Regions from separate parts of the Macaca mulatta genome. Here region 2 is linked to region 1. Evidence: chromatin contacts called from public Hi-C data. All regions are on one chromosome and are shown on one strand. Each heading gives the region's core, a stretch centred on a gene start, on an enhancer-like site or on the middle of the called end of the contact. The rest is flanking DNA. Distances are from core to core; before and after follow the strand shown. Region 1 holds the start of PGF (placental growth factor). Region 2 holds the start of EIF2B2 (eukaryotic translation initiation factor 2B subunit beta).

What was found. A called contact is a pair of places that touch in the nucleus more often than the background predicts.
Region 2: a contact with region 1 is called in a Hi-C map of liver, with 1.9 times the contacts expected there. The contact joins the promoter of EIF2B2 here to the promoter of PGF in region 1. A contact is called at or near these places in 2 of 14 Hi-C or Micro-C datasets (fetal cortex germinal zone and liver).

What each region holds. Positions count from the first base shown.
Region 1 is chr7:148,150,101-148,157,605 of T2T-MMU8v2.0, forward strand. It overlaps PGF (placental growth factor), which reads right to left and starts at 3,677. Exons shown (of 7, transcript XM_077941486.1): 1 at 3,099-3,677; 2 at 1,836-1,875. The coding sequence starts at 3,173. It also overlaps the pseudogene LOC144330370.
Region 2 is chr7:148,195,132-148,202,248 of T2T-MMU8v2.0, forward strand. EIF2B2 (eukaryotic translation initiation factor 2B subunit beta) reads left to right here and starts at 1,423. Exons shown (of 8, transcript NM_001266005.1): 1 at 1,423-1,634; 2 at 1,756-1,876; 3 at 2,035-2,183; 4 at 3,515-3,678; 5 at 4,638-4,733; 6 at 5,315-5,452; 7 at 6,457-6,523. The coding sequence starts at 1,472.

The DNA of each region.
Region 1 (7,505 bases), core at 2,427-4,926:
GCCCCCTCAGGCACTGCCAGAGCTGGGTGGTCCCCAGGGCTGCTCCTGAGGCCATGAGTGGGCCCTCAGCTCTCTCGCCAGCCCTGAGAGTGAGCCTCCCACCTGCCTGCCACCACCTGGGATGGGGGAGACTCCAGAAGAGAAATGCTTAATCCTGAGAGCAAGTTTCTGTGGAGGGCACTGGGGACGAGCCACAGGGCTGGGCAGAGCCACTGGCCACCAGCCCAAGCCCACAGGTGTCCTCTCCATGGTCACTGGCAGAGCACACAGACAGCCTGCCACAAGGGACACCCTGCTCATGCCTGATCAGCCACGGAGCTATTGGGAGCACTCGGTTCTGCCAGATCCATGAGGAGTGCCTGAGGCTTGGGGCGACCCCCAGGGCCTCTCTGAGCCTCAGGTCCTGCATCTGTAAAAATGGAGTACATCGCCTTCCTACTTCACAGCCTGTGGTCAAAACAGAATGACAGAAAATGCCTAACACTGTTCCTGTGAATAGTAATAGTAAAAATCAACGCCCATGGCTGGCCATGCTGCCTCTTGCTCTGGTGTTAATAGGTGGGATGACATTTTCAGATTTGGAGAGCTGGAGTGCAAAGCTCATTGTACTTCTCCTGGTCAGATTGCACACTCCCTGATTGATAAGTGTGACAGGAGAGCTGACCTAACGAACCTACACTTCCAGGCCTCCTCACCTCGAATCCTGGGTGATATGTACACCCATTTCTCCTCCCTGGAGTTAGAGAACAGGTCCCTTTTTCAATCTCGGAAAAAGAAGAAACCATAGACATCACATAGCCTAAGGCTCCCATTTTACAGATGAGGAAACTGAGGCTAAGGCATCTTTGGTAGCTGTGGCCTGACCTACACTAAAAGCACCAAAAAGGGGATAGTGTGGAGGTAGGGGATGGGTCCTTCCCCAAATCCCAAGGAGCATAATGTTGTGCTGGTTCCAGAGGCACAGCAAGGGAGGCATCCATGAAGTCAAGGGCAGCTGCCTCCTCTACCTGCTCAGGGGTCTAGGGCCTGAGCCTCAGGTGTCAGAGTATGACCAGGCCCGGGAGAGGCGGGCTGCCAGGCAGGCAAGGCCAGCAGAGGGTGTTCCCAGCATGCAGATGGCTATCACGCGTGTGCGTGTGCATGTTCCTACATGCCCCCTCTCCCATGGCGCAGGGGAAGCCTCAGCGGTGGCGTGTGGCCGCTCTGCACGTCTTGGAGAGGCAGGGAGGGAGGAGCGAGGTAGGGGGCCTGGCATCCTGCACGTATGTCTCTTTGGCAAACGTCTCGTTGCCCTTTGAAGATTCCCTCTTGAGGCAACCAGGGTGGGGAGTAGAGGGGCCAGGGAGGGCACAATTCATGTTCTGTCTGTTTATAATCAATGGAAAGGCATGGTCAGATCCAGGCAGTTCCACTAGGGCTGGGCTGCTGGGGAGGGCCCCTCACCCATTCCTGATCCTCTTGACTGCACACTGCATCCAGCTCCCAGACCCCCATTCTGGCCCCTGGCACTCACTCCCCACTCTGTCCTCCAAGACCCCATCCATACGCTTAAATCATGCTGGGGAAGGGCTCTGAGCCAGCTCAATGAACCCTGGCTATACTGGCCCCAGTCCCACTCTCTGTGTGCTGATGACCCCAGCCCACACCTCTCTAGTCTCTGGGTCACCATGAGGGGATCTCTTAGGCCCTGCCAAAGTCATCAGCTAGGATATCTAGCTCATAGGCTCTCCCCAACTTTTATCAACCTGTACCCACACTTTATGCCACGCCTGGGCTTGGGAGAAAGGAAGAGAGGGGCTTGGGGATCATGCAAACCCCCAGCCTGGCCAGCTTACCTTCCACCTCTGACGAGCCGTTCCCAGGAGACAAGGCCCACTGCTGTGGACAGAAAGGTACAGAGATGAGCCTGGGACACCTTGGGGCTCTGCACTCTTGGGCCAAGTGTGATGGCAGGAAGGTAGGGGCCCCTCTGGATTCCTTCCCACTTGCTGCACAGGCTCTGCCCTGTCTCAGAGCAGCCTGAGCACAACTAAAAACTCACCGGACCCTAGATAGGTTAGGTCCCACCCCTCTCTGGCCTCAGTTTTCCTCATTTGGAAAAGGATGGGAGGCTAGAAGCTCTTGGAGACCCTTGGCCTGCTGCGTCCCAAAGATCTTCCAATCCTGTGGGTCTCCCTTCTACCCAGCCCCCCCAGTTCAACCCTGCCGGGCCCTGTACAGCCCGCCTTGGCTGGGTGCCAGAGCCCAGGGGGAGGTGATCAGCTGGTGGGAGCGGAGGGGTTGGAGCGGGTGGCGCCATGAGCTGGTGCAGCCGGTAACGTTACACCTCTGGCCAGCCCTGCAGCAGGCAGGCGGGTGGCTGGGCTGCTCGGGCTCCTCAGGGACTGCCCAGCCCACTCCTACTCTTGGGCTGGGGCTGGGGACTCCCAGGGCAGTGGGACAACACAGTGGGAAGGGAGCTCATTGGCTTTGTCAGGATTTCACTGCCCAAGCTGGCTCCCAGCCAGACTCACCCGGCTCCTGGGAAAAGGGCCCTGCTCACTTCCCCAGGCCCTGCACTCAGGACCTCCGGCCACCCACCCAGGAGAAAAGGCACAGCGAGACCCCTTGTCTCATCCCCAGCCCACCCAGGAGCCCACGGCTCAGTCCTGAGCCCTGGTGGGGGCAGGGCCCAGCCTTCCCACCATCATCCTCTTCAGCTGGCTCCTCCACCACCCCCACCAGGCCAGGTCAGAGGTCCTGGGGACGCCTGGTTGGCCATGGGGCCTCGACCCTGACCACAAGGCCAGGGACCCGCCTGGGATTAGTGGACAGATGCTTTTAGCAAAGCCACCAGGGCTCCAGAGGCCAGACAGGAAACCTCCCTCCCTCCCTCCCTGTGGCTTCCCTGCCCCCACTAAGACAGCCCCCAGGACCTGGGGGACAGCCAGCCTGAGGTCTCTTCCCAAACGAAAGAAGTCCAGCCTGGCCTTTAGGAAGTATGTGGACATCCTTGGATTTGCTGCTCCCTGGAGCGAGTCTGTGATTTCAGAGTCCCCTGCTTCCAGTGCTGGGATAGGGAGGTCAGGGGAGCCGGGCTAGGTGGGGGTAGCTCTTACCTGGGGGGGCACAGCAGGCAGCGCCAGCCCAGCCAGGAGCTGCAGGAAGCAAGGGAACAGCCTCATGGCCGGCATCTTCTCAGACGTCCCGAGCCAGGGGGCTCCGAAGGAAAACCACCATGCTCATCCCCCGGGGAGCCCCTGGCACAGGAGCAGAAGAGCTGAGTGGGCGGCTGGACGCCCCCCTCACTGCTGCCCCGAGGCCCCGGCCGGTGGTTCGAGCATCTTCTGGAAGCCGTGGGGAGTCAGGAGCCCGCAGGTAAGGCTATGGCTGGGGAGCCCGACCGGGAGCGGTCCGGCGGGGCGGGGCGCCGAGGGGCAGGCGGGTCCCAGGGAGGGTCCGTCGGGCGCCCAGTGCCACCCCAGGTCCTCCCGCAGCTGGGCGGCCGTCCGAAGATGCAGTTTCTTCCGCAGACAGCAGCTCCCTTCTGGGACTGCAGCCGGCCCGCGCCTGGGTTTCAGGGGCTGAGCTGGGGCGGGGCTCCGGGCCTGCCCCGCCCACAGCAGAAGAGGTTCCCGAGCCGAGTTCCCGCAGCGCCCGGCCAGCCCGCAGCGCCGGAGCCCGCAGTGCTTGCGAGGGGCGCTCGGCAAATGCGCACGCCTCGACGAGCCCAGCCCGCAGCTCCCCGGGCCACGCCGCGCCCGCCCGCAGAGCCCACAGCCCCGCTTCGGCTCTCGGGGCCGTCACCTGGGATGGGACCATCCAGGTGTGGAGCCCAGCGTCAGCCGTCAAGGCTTATGTCCTAGCGGCCTCTGCAGGAAGGGCCGTCCCGGATCCCTGGGAAGGCAGCCATGCCCACACACCTCGGGGGCCAAGGGATTCCTAGCCCCGTTTTATAGATGAAGAAACCGAGGCTCCGAGAGCACCCCTGCCTGCGTATGTCGAATGGACATAGGCATTCTTGGAAAGTGTGTGTGTGTGTGTGTGTTGTGTGTGTGCGCGCATCTGTGTGTCCGAGAAACTGGCAGAGACAAAACCCAAGCCCTACGTGACTCCAGAACCGTCTCTCACCCGACCCATCATCCTCCTAGCCAGGCATGGACACAGTGGGCGGCCCACAGGAAACCCCTCAGGGCACCTGACTGGAGGATCAGGCCTGCTGCCTCCTTGGGAAACAGTCTTCTCAGACCCTCCCTGTGGCCTCACCCAGGCATCTCCTCCTGGTCCCTGGTCGAGGAGGAACTGTTCGCTGCGCGGGGGTCCGCGTGTATCTGCACATGTGCACGGGCATTTGCGGGTCTGTGAATATCCACGTGTGCTGTGTGTCCGAGCCTCTGTGTGGTCTGAGTGCGTGTGACTACTGTACATCCAAATACGACTCTGTATTTGTCTGTGGGGGTCAGGTCTCTATATCTCTGTATTCTTGTGTGATTTGTACGTATCCACTGTGTGTCTGGGTGTGTTTGGAAGTGGCTGAATGTGTATCTTTCAATGGGACTGTGAGTCTGCATGCCTGCCTGTGTATATCTGTCTCTGTGGGTGAAGACCGTGCCTCTCTCTGTGCGTTTGTGTGTGCCCTCCCTTGGTTCTGGATCTTTCTTTACCACCACCCCTCTCACTGCCTTCTGTGTCCAGCTCCCAAGCTGCAGGAACCTGGCAGGATTGGGAGTCACGAGTTGGGCTGGGCCTGGGGCTGGTGGGTGGCTGTGGGGGAGGAGGGAGGCCTGGGAAGTGGCCCCTACAGCTTACATTCCAGCCAGGAGCAGGGAGGCCAGGGCAGCCCCAGCTCTCACCCCAGTGACCTCTGTGTCTGCTGCCTGCCTGCCTGCCCACCCACGAGGGGCTGCCAGAGATGCAGCCTGCCTGCCTGGCCGGCCCTAAGCCTGGAGGTTCAGGAGGTGGAGGCCAGTCACCAGCCAGCTAAGTGGGGTCTGCAAGGAATATTCTGATGAGCTTCAAACAAGCTGGGGTTCTTGGGGTAGACAAACCCCTTCCTGGGCCCGGGGTCATTGTGGAAGGTAACTGTGCATGTGTATGCAGGTGAGTAGGTGTGTGTTTGTGCATATCTGTATTGTATATGTTGCCCATAACATCTTTGTGTACATATGCATGTGTTTGTGTGTGTCTTTAGTTTGGGTATGGATTTGTGTATGTGGGCACAGGTGTGTATTGTGCACAACTGTGTGTGCATGTGCTTAAGTATCTTCGTTATATATGCTTATCTATAACTGAGTGTTTCTAGCACATATGCATGGGATGTGTCTTTTGTGTATGAGTTTGTATTTTTTTTTTCTGAGGCAGAGTCTTGCTCTGTTGCCTAGGCTGGTGGACAATGGTGCAATCTTGGCTCACTGCAACATCTGCCTCATGGGTTCAAGCAATTCTTATGCCTCAGCCTCCCAAGTAGCTGGGATTCCAGGTGTACACCACCATGCCTGGCTAATTTCTGTATTTTTAGTAGAGACGGGTTTTTGTCATGTTGGCCAGACGCACCCAGCCTGTATTCATTAATTTGTTTTTTCATTTGGCAAGTGTTGCCTGAGCCCTACTATGCTCCAGGCACTGTTCTAGGTGCTAGGGATATGATACGGAGGGTCTCTCTAAGTTTATGTTAATGGAGTGGGGGGATACCGATGGCTGGGGATACTCTTTCCTGAGTGAACTCCACACTTTGGGTGAAGTCTGTGGTTCCCACAAGTGCACCTCAGTCCTTCGTCACTAAATTGGGGACCATACCCTTCTAAACCCAGCTTCCTGGGTTGTGAGATGAATTAGCCTAGGGTAGGCTCAGTGGCAGAGACCAAGGAGACTCTAACATTTCCATGGATTGAATCAAAGTTTGTTCTTGCTCACATCCAGTCCAGAGCAGCTGTGCTAGTAGTTCTGCTCCACCCTTTTTTTTTAATTTTCTAAATTTAAATTTAAATTTTTAGAGACAAGGTCTTGCTCTCTCTCCCAGGCTGCAGTGCATTGGTGTGATCACAGCTCAATGCAGCCTCCAACTCCTGGGCTCAAGGGATCCTCCCGCCTCAGCCTCCAGAATAACTGGGACTACAGATGTGTGTTACCATGCCCAGTTAATTTAAAAACTTTTTTTTTAATGTAAAGACAGGGTCTTGCCATCTTGCCTAGGCTGTGCTCCTTTGTACAGTGGCCCCACTATTGACCAGCCACATTGCCTCAAACAACTTCCTTTGTTTTCAGAGCCCCAGCTTCCTCCATCTGTAAGAGTGGGAATAATAACTGTACTTATCTCATAGGGTTGTGCGAGGACTAAGAAAGCACCTGTGGTGCAAAAAATGGTAGCAATTGGGCATGATTTCTAATTTAATTTTTGACTTGTATTAGAGAAATAAAAATACTATAGTTAGACTGAATGCAGTGGCTCACGCCTGTAATCCCAGCACTTTGGGAGGTCGAGGAGGACAGATCACCTGAGGTTAGGAGTTCGAGACCAGCCTGGCAAACATGATAAAACCCTATCTCTACTTAAAATACAAAAATTAGCCGAGCGTGGTGGGAGGTGCCTGTAATCCCAGCTACTCGGCAGGCTGAGGCAGGAGAATCCCTTGAACTCAGGAGGCAAAGGTTTCAGGGGGCCGAGATTGTGCCACTGCACTCCAGTCCGTGTGACAAAGCAGGACTCTGTCTCAAAAAAAAAAAACCCCTCAAAAAACGCCCCCCAAAAAAACCAACTACAGTTACAGAGCAGAGTCCTGTAGCGTGGACATGAGATAGAAAATAAAGAATCTTATGCTTCTGCCTGTGGCAGTGGAGGAAAAAAATGGAGTGATTTGCATAGGTGCACACAAACACTAATTCTCACCATCACTGTGCAGTCTCTCAATCCTCAACTGTCACTGAGGCCCTGGAAGTAGACCCAGGGGCTTAGGGGTGGCAGTCAGTGCCCCCAACTCAACACTTAACTGTTTATCACCACAATCACTTGCTGTTGTTTCAGGGAGAGAAGTAATATTTATTGAACACCTATTATATGCCAAACAGTGTGCCTGGTGCTCTAACCACCTTGACTCTTTGAATTCTGATCACAACCCTGTAGTGGTAGGTTTTAATTATTTCCATTTTGAAGATGGAAAGATGGAGGCCCAGGGAGTTTATGTAATTTTCCAATAGTTGTTTAGCTACTAAAAAAGGAACAGTGATGGTGATCAAGCTGAGATCTTTCTCCAAAGGTCTTTCCAGTGAACCTAAGCGCTAGCTCCCAATCTTACTGCAAGGACGTTGAAGGTAAGGGCTGAAGTCTTGAGCTGTTTCTGGGTCTTCCCCATGCTGGAGCAGAATGGATGCTTGACAAACTTGGGATGGTTGATGTGTGGAAGGAAGGAGCCCTGATCTCAGGAGCTGACTCTTATGTGGGGAGTCGGGCAGATACAGATAAACATGGGGGGCTGGCTGTAGAAACACTGGGACACAACAATGTAGTGGACTCTGAGCAGTCATGGCTT
Region 2 (7,117 bases), core at 173-2,672, 43 kb after region 1:
TTTTACTGTGAAGTATGATTTTTGGTGTAGGATTTTGTAGATATCTTTTATCAAGTTCAGGAAGTTCCCTTTTGTTCTAGTTTTCTGAGAGTTTGTATCATGAATATCGAATTTTGTCAAATGCTTCTTCCTGCATCAATTGACATGATCATGTGGTTTTACTTCTTAGATTGTTAGTATGGCACATGACATTGATTTTTAAGTATTTGATCAGCTTTGCATTCCAGGTTTATGTTTTACTTTGTAATTACATATTACTCTTTTTTTATGTATTGCAGGATTTGATGTGCTAATAATTTGTTGCAATTTTTGCTTCCTATGTTCATGAGAGATATTAACCTGTAATTTTCTTTTCTTTGTACTACCTTTGGCTAACTTTGGTATTGACATAATTTTTTTGGAGGGCAATTTGTTAATTGTAACAAAAGTCTTTAAAATGTGCTCGCCTAAGGATTCCACTTTGAATAATTTATCTTAAGGAAATAGAGATTTCTATTACACACAGACTTTGGGTTCAGGAAGACCTGGATTTAAGTATGAACCCAATCATTTATTAACTGCTTAAATTCTGTGGGTCTGTTTTCCAATCTGTAAAATGGAGATAAGAGGACCTATTTCAGACCTTATTAACTGAGACAATTCACATACAGTTCCCAACATCCAGTAAGCTTTAAGTAAATGGTAACTCTTGGTATTATGTTATACTCTCTGGCCTCTCTAGAGGTAGGAGGACAATTCTGTCCAAATCGGAGGATGTTATCTTTGCTTCTGTATTGGCTCCCACTTTGAATCTCCTTAATGGTTCGTAGTCTTCCTCATCTCTTAATTTCGCTATCTTCTATTAGACGTGTTAGGCCTTGAGAATACAAAAGCAACAAAAGATATGATCCTTGTTTTCAGAGAGATGAACCTACTAGATACAGGCGCAAACGGTACCAAGTAATGTAACAGAACAAAAGTGAGACATCTGCCCAAGGGGCAGCCGACCCTGGACACGCATTCGTAACGTCAGTGTCAGCTGACACTCAGGAGTGACAGCTCGGGCGGTCACCGAGCTGGGAAGACAGGAGGGAGTGCCGCAACTTCTTCAGTGTAGCCTTAAGTCGCGGTGAGGGGCTCGTAGAGACTTGCTGCTCCCATAGCAACGGGACCAGCCACCCTCTACAGGCCGGACGGGTTACTTCCGTTCACCGTCGGCTGAGCCAAGAAAGGCCGCTTCCTAGCCTGCAGCCCCCGAGGCGCGCGGGCCCGGTTGTAACTGAACAACCCGAGCCCCACGTCTGTGATTGGCTCAGGCAGAGGAAGGGGGCGGGAGAGTGGCAACGAGGGGCGTGGCCTGCTTCCCCTCAAACTTGTGGTTTCCCCCCTCCCCTCACGGCGGAAGCCGACCTTGCCCGCCCCGGAAGTGCAAACTGTGTGGTCTGGCAGGTGTGGATTCCGCCGGTGAAGGCTGAAGGCAGCTACCTTAGAGATGCCGGGATCAGCAGCGAAGGGCTCGGAGTTGTCAGAGAGGATCGAGAGCTTCGTGGAGACCCTGAAGCGGGGTGGTGGGCCGCGCAGCTCCGAGGAAATGGCTCGGGAGACCCTGGGGCTGCTACGCCAGATCATCACGGACCACCGCTGGAGCAACGCGGGTGAGGCCGGCCTGCCTCCGTCAGCGAACCCGGCCCCTGCCTGTTCCCGATCCCAAGGCTGAAAGTTTCCCAGGCCTCACTTCGCGTTGGCTCCTCTTATCCTCTCTCTTTTGGACTGTAGGGGAGCTGATGGAGCTGATCCGCAGAGAGGGCAGGAGGATGACGGCCGCTCAGCCCTCCGAGACCACCGTGGGCAACATGGTGCGGAGAGTGCTCAAGATTATCCGGGAGGAGTATGGCAGGTCAGGCTTACGTCCTGGGCTCCGGGTTGGATCCAGTGACACTTTTTCCACGGGCCCCTCTCCCTGCTCGGAGACTTTATTGGAGCTGAGCAGCCCTTGTTACCTGCCTGACCACTCCTCCTCCCCACCTCTCTCTTTGGGTCTTGTTGCCTCTATAGACTCCATGGACGCAGCGACGAGAGTGATCAGCAGGAGTCCCTGCACAAACTGTTGACGTCCGGAGGCCTGAACGAGGATTTCAGCTTCCATTATGCCCAACTCCACTCCAACATCATTGAGGCGATTAATGAGCTGCTAGTGGAGCTGGGTAAGAGGCCTGATCGCTAGGAAAATGGGACTGGTCACAGGCAAATAAGGGAACAGAAGCCCCTGAAGGTTGTTCATTAGCAGAGATGGGATATTACCAGTCTTCTGGTTCTCAGAGGTTTGTCCTCCTTCCTGATTAGGAAATGTTGCAACAGGTGATGGGACCAAAGTAACCCTCTCTACTTTTCCTTACAGACCAACCCTTGATAGACTGCAAGTCTGTGGAGTGGCACAGACTTTATTAGGACAGAGTTTTATTTTCATTGTAAAGAAGATGAACTCCCTAGAGAACCAGGTCGAAAGACCTCCTTCACTATCTCTGAATTTTTATACACACGTACACGTATACCATTTCTATCCCCCTTGTCATTGCGGTCCAGGTGACTTGCAGATATTCATTATAATCAGATGATGAAGAAGCTGCTTCCAAATTCCTCCCCCGTTTTTCTTCTCTGGCCATTCTCTCTCACGTAGAAGTGTTGTGGCCACCTTTTGAAGGAAGAGTTCTTTTAGGCAGAAGCTCTGTTTACCCGATTCTCAGCACTTTAGGATTTCCCAGATTGCCATTCCTTGGCTGAATTCACTGTCTTCAAAATCGGTTGTAAGGAGCTCTGTAGTGACAGAAGTGGTTGATAGATAGGGGTACTTCTGGAAGAGGGCAGGCAGAAAATCCCAGAGTGGGGCTTTTAAGAAATTGTGACATAGCTGGGCGTGGTGGCTCACACCTGTAATCCCACAACTTTGGGAGGCCAAGGTGAGTGGATTGCTTGCGACCAGGAGTTCAAAACCAGCCTGGGCAACATAGTGGGACCCTATCTCTATTAAAAAAAAAAAAAAAAAAAAAAAAATTGGCCGGGCGCGGTGGCTCAAGCCTGTAATCCCAGCACTTTGGGAGGCCGAGACTGGCGGATCACGAGGTCAGGAGATCGAGACCATCCTGGCTAACACGGTGAAACCCCGTCTCTACTAAAAAATACAAAAAACTAGCCGGGCGCGGTGGCGGGCGCCTGTAGTCCCAACTACTCGGGAGGCTGAGGCAGGAGAATGGCGTGAACCCGGGAGGCGGAGCTTGCAGTGAGCTGAGATCCGGCCACTGCACTCCAGCCTGGGCGGCAGAGCGAGACTCCGTCTCAAAAAAAAAAAAAAATTGTGACATTTCACTTTAAGCACATTAACCCTGTGGTACCAGGGCCTGCTGGGTTGGCAGTGCATCTGAAGGGCAGACATCTTTTTCCGTACACTCATAATGTGTGTTTGTGATATAGCATAGCAATTTCATATATATATAGACATATATATATATATATATATTTTTCCAAACTGTTCTTACAGAAGGGACAACGGAGAACATTGCAGCCCAGGCTCTGGAGCACATTCACTCCAATGAGGTGATCATGACCATTGGCTTCTCCCGAACAGTAGAGGCCTTCCTCCAAGAGGCTGCCCGAAAGAGGAAATTCCATGTCATTGTAGCAGAGTGCGCTCCTTTCTGCCAGGTAAGGAGACTGCTGTAGCTGCTACTAAGAAAAACGGAAAATGAAGAAGAAATAAACAAGGGATGGGCAGGGCCATTCCAACCTCGAATTGATAAGCAAGACTTTGAGACACTGAGAAGATAAACTAAAACATTAAGGGAATTTTCAAGGTGTTCGCCCTGTGAACATTCTTAAATAGTGGTTTAAGAAAGTTGGGACTGGGAGTGGTGGTTCACGCCCGTAATCCCAGCACTTTGGGAGACTGAGGCGGGCGGATCACCTGAGGTCAGGAGTTCGAGAGCAGCCTGGCCAACACGACGAAACCCCATCTCTACTAAAAATACAAAAATTAGCTGGGCATGCTGGTGCATGCCTGTAATCCCAGCTACTCTGGAGGTTGAGGCAGGAGAATTGCTTGAACCTGGAAAGCAGAGGTTGCAATGAGCCAAGATAGCGCCACTGCACTCCAACGTGTACCACAGAGCAAGACTGTGTCTCAAAAAAAAAAAAAAAAAAAAAAAAGGTGGTGAACTGCTGGGTCCAAGGAAACATAGGTTGGTTCTTTTAGGAATCAAAGCAGGATAAATTACCTTGGGGATGACTGATGCTTGGTCTGACCTCACTCGATCCTAAGTAAATAATAGGTCTCAAAAAGGAAATATGTAAGGATGCAGGATGTTTTAAAATAATGAGCCAGGAGCTATCTTGTCAGCAATCGTGATTATGTTATACACGCACGTTGTATTTCCAGTTTTGTGGCTGGAGCACTAGACATTTATTAGCTTCCCCTGGGCTTCCCTACAGCTTACCAGAGCTATGATAGTCCAAAAACTTAGTTGTCCGAAAAATGAGTTATCTATTGGAAATTATGTGCTGGATATGCCCATATCACACAATTCCCCAGATCCAGTTACATTTGAGAGCACTCTTCACTATTTCTCACTCTTTCTCTTAGAATCAGCCTTTCCCTCCCATTGCAGGGTCATGAAATGGCTGTGAATTTGTCCAAAGCAGGTATTGAGACAACTGTCATGACTGATGCTGCCATTTTTGCTGTTATGTCAAGAGTCAACAAGGTGGGCATATTTGGACTTATGTTGAATTCATGAAGGTTATGTTTCTAAAACTGATTTTTATCTCCTGTAATATCCATGGTGAGAGAAGTTTCTAGCACCTTTCAAAGTACATACTGAATTTCTTTTCCCTTTTTCTGCATCATTGTTCCTCTCTTGGAGTAGCCTCTAAATTTGGTTGAAGCATTGAAAAGAATGAAGTATTAAATAGAACTAAAGCAAGAGTGTCAGTTGCTAGGGATTGGCTACAGGGCTCCTGCCTTATGCTCAAAGAGCTTGGCAGTTGCGGCTAGTGAATGAAAAAGGTTCCTGGCTTCTCAGAAGGTATGGCTTCTCAATTTCCAGAAAATATGGGACTGAGAGCAGTAGGTTTTGCAGTTTCTTGTCCCATTTTACATTCATTCTTTCCTTGGCAACCTACTTTTAAGCTAGAACTTGTACTAAGCCAGGGATCCCTTCCCCTCTACCAGTCTGTGACCCCTCACGATACCATTCTGAGGCCTGAGCATTCAGCTTTTTGTGGCCAGTGGCCCTTTTAAGGCTCCACCCCCAGGATGACTCACATTTTTCTTCTTGTCTCAAAGGTAATCATTGGCACGAAGACCATCCTGGCCAATGGTGCCCTGAGAGCTGTGACAGGAACTCACACTCTGGCACTGGCAGCAAAACACCATTCCACCCCACTCATCGTCTGTGCACCTATGTTCAAACTTTCCCCACAGGTATGTGTGTCTGTCTCTAGCTAGAAGCCAGCAGAAAGAAGGAAGCCAAAGGGTAGGCTTGAACTCTGGGACTTCAACCAACTCACTCTAGGGCCTCCATTTATCTGCATTTACTCAATGGATTACATCCAGTGGAGGCTGGAAAGAACCACAGAAGTCTTGATTCAGTAAAATAGTTGAGAGTTCTAAGCTGCCAGCTTTAGGAAGGCAAGATTGTGAGGACAATATGTAGTTGGGAAAGGTCCTTTCCTTACGATTGTCACCACTCCCCGTCACCTGACCATTTCTGAAAATGCCAAGCAGGTTGACACTAGGATCATAGAATCAGTTTTGTTATTGTTGCAGGGCCTGTCCTTTGTAACCTGAATACAAGCAGGGACTAAGTGAAGAGACATTTCATCAGTGATAGAAGCTATTTGCTTTGAAAACATCAAACTATTTATAGTCTCTATTTTTTAAATTGAGGTGAAATTCACATAACATACAATTAACCATTTTAAAGTATACAATTTAGTGGTATCTAGTACATTCACAGCATTGTACAACCACCACTCTCTAGTTTCAAAACTTTTTCTCCACTCTAGAAAAACTCCCTGTACCCATTAAGTAATCTCTCCCTATTTCTCCTTCTCCCCATCTCCTCTAATCTGCTCCTGTCTCTATGGATTTGTCCATTTTGTATAAAAGGAATCATATAATACGTGACATGTTGTGCCTGACTTTTTTCACTTAGCACGATGTTTTCAAAGTTCATCCATGTTGTAATGTCAGAATTTCCTTTCGAGGCTGAATAATATTCCATTATATGAACATACCACAATTTAATCCATTCATCTGTTTATGGGCATTTGGGTTGGTTCCACCTTTTGGCTTTTGTGAATAATCATGCTATAAGCATCTGTGTATAAATTTTCTGTGTGAACATATGTTTTCATTTCTCTAGGGTACATATCTAGGAGTGGAATTGCTGGGTCTCTAGTTTTTAAAAATTTTTTCCTTTCTAGTTCCCCAATGAAGAAGACTCATTTCATAAGTTTGTGGCTCCTGAAGAAGTCCTGCCATTCACAGAAGGTACAAAAGCTATGTGTGCATGTGCGCATGCGTGCATGTGTTGTGTGTATTTGGGGTTTGTGCGTGCATGTGTTTTGGTCTTTTTGTCGTTTTGTTGGTCAGTAGAACTGAATGCTGTCAGGTTGTGTTTTTTATCATACTTCTTGGGGGGACTGTTTTCTTTAGCAGCTCAAAGTGCTTGAGGACCTGATCAAGTCCATGTTAATTTGTTCTGAGACGAATGTATTTTAGATTTGTTGGGGCTACTGTGGGTTGGATCATCTAGCATTGTCTGGGTTTGGCTTTGCATGCTCTTTGAGATATCAACAACCAGTTGGGAAAATGTACCTGTTTTCCTGCTATATAAGGAGTCATTTTGGTAAATTGACTCCCAAAGGAAGCAGGCTGTGAAATGTTCCTACTTAGAAAACTTGCCTGTAGCCTGGATAATCTCATGTGTTAGGGTTCTTTTCTCTGGCTTCTTCTGAAGGCAGCAGCTCAGCTCATTATGCCTGCAGCCTCATCAGCAAGGGTGGCCTTATACACCCTCTGAGAGCAACGCATAGTAGTTGGGGTTCTAGTTCCTCTTGGAAGTTGAATGACTTCATCCCTTTA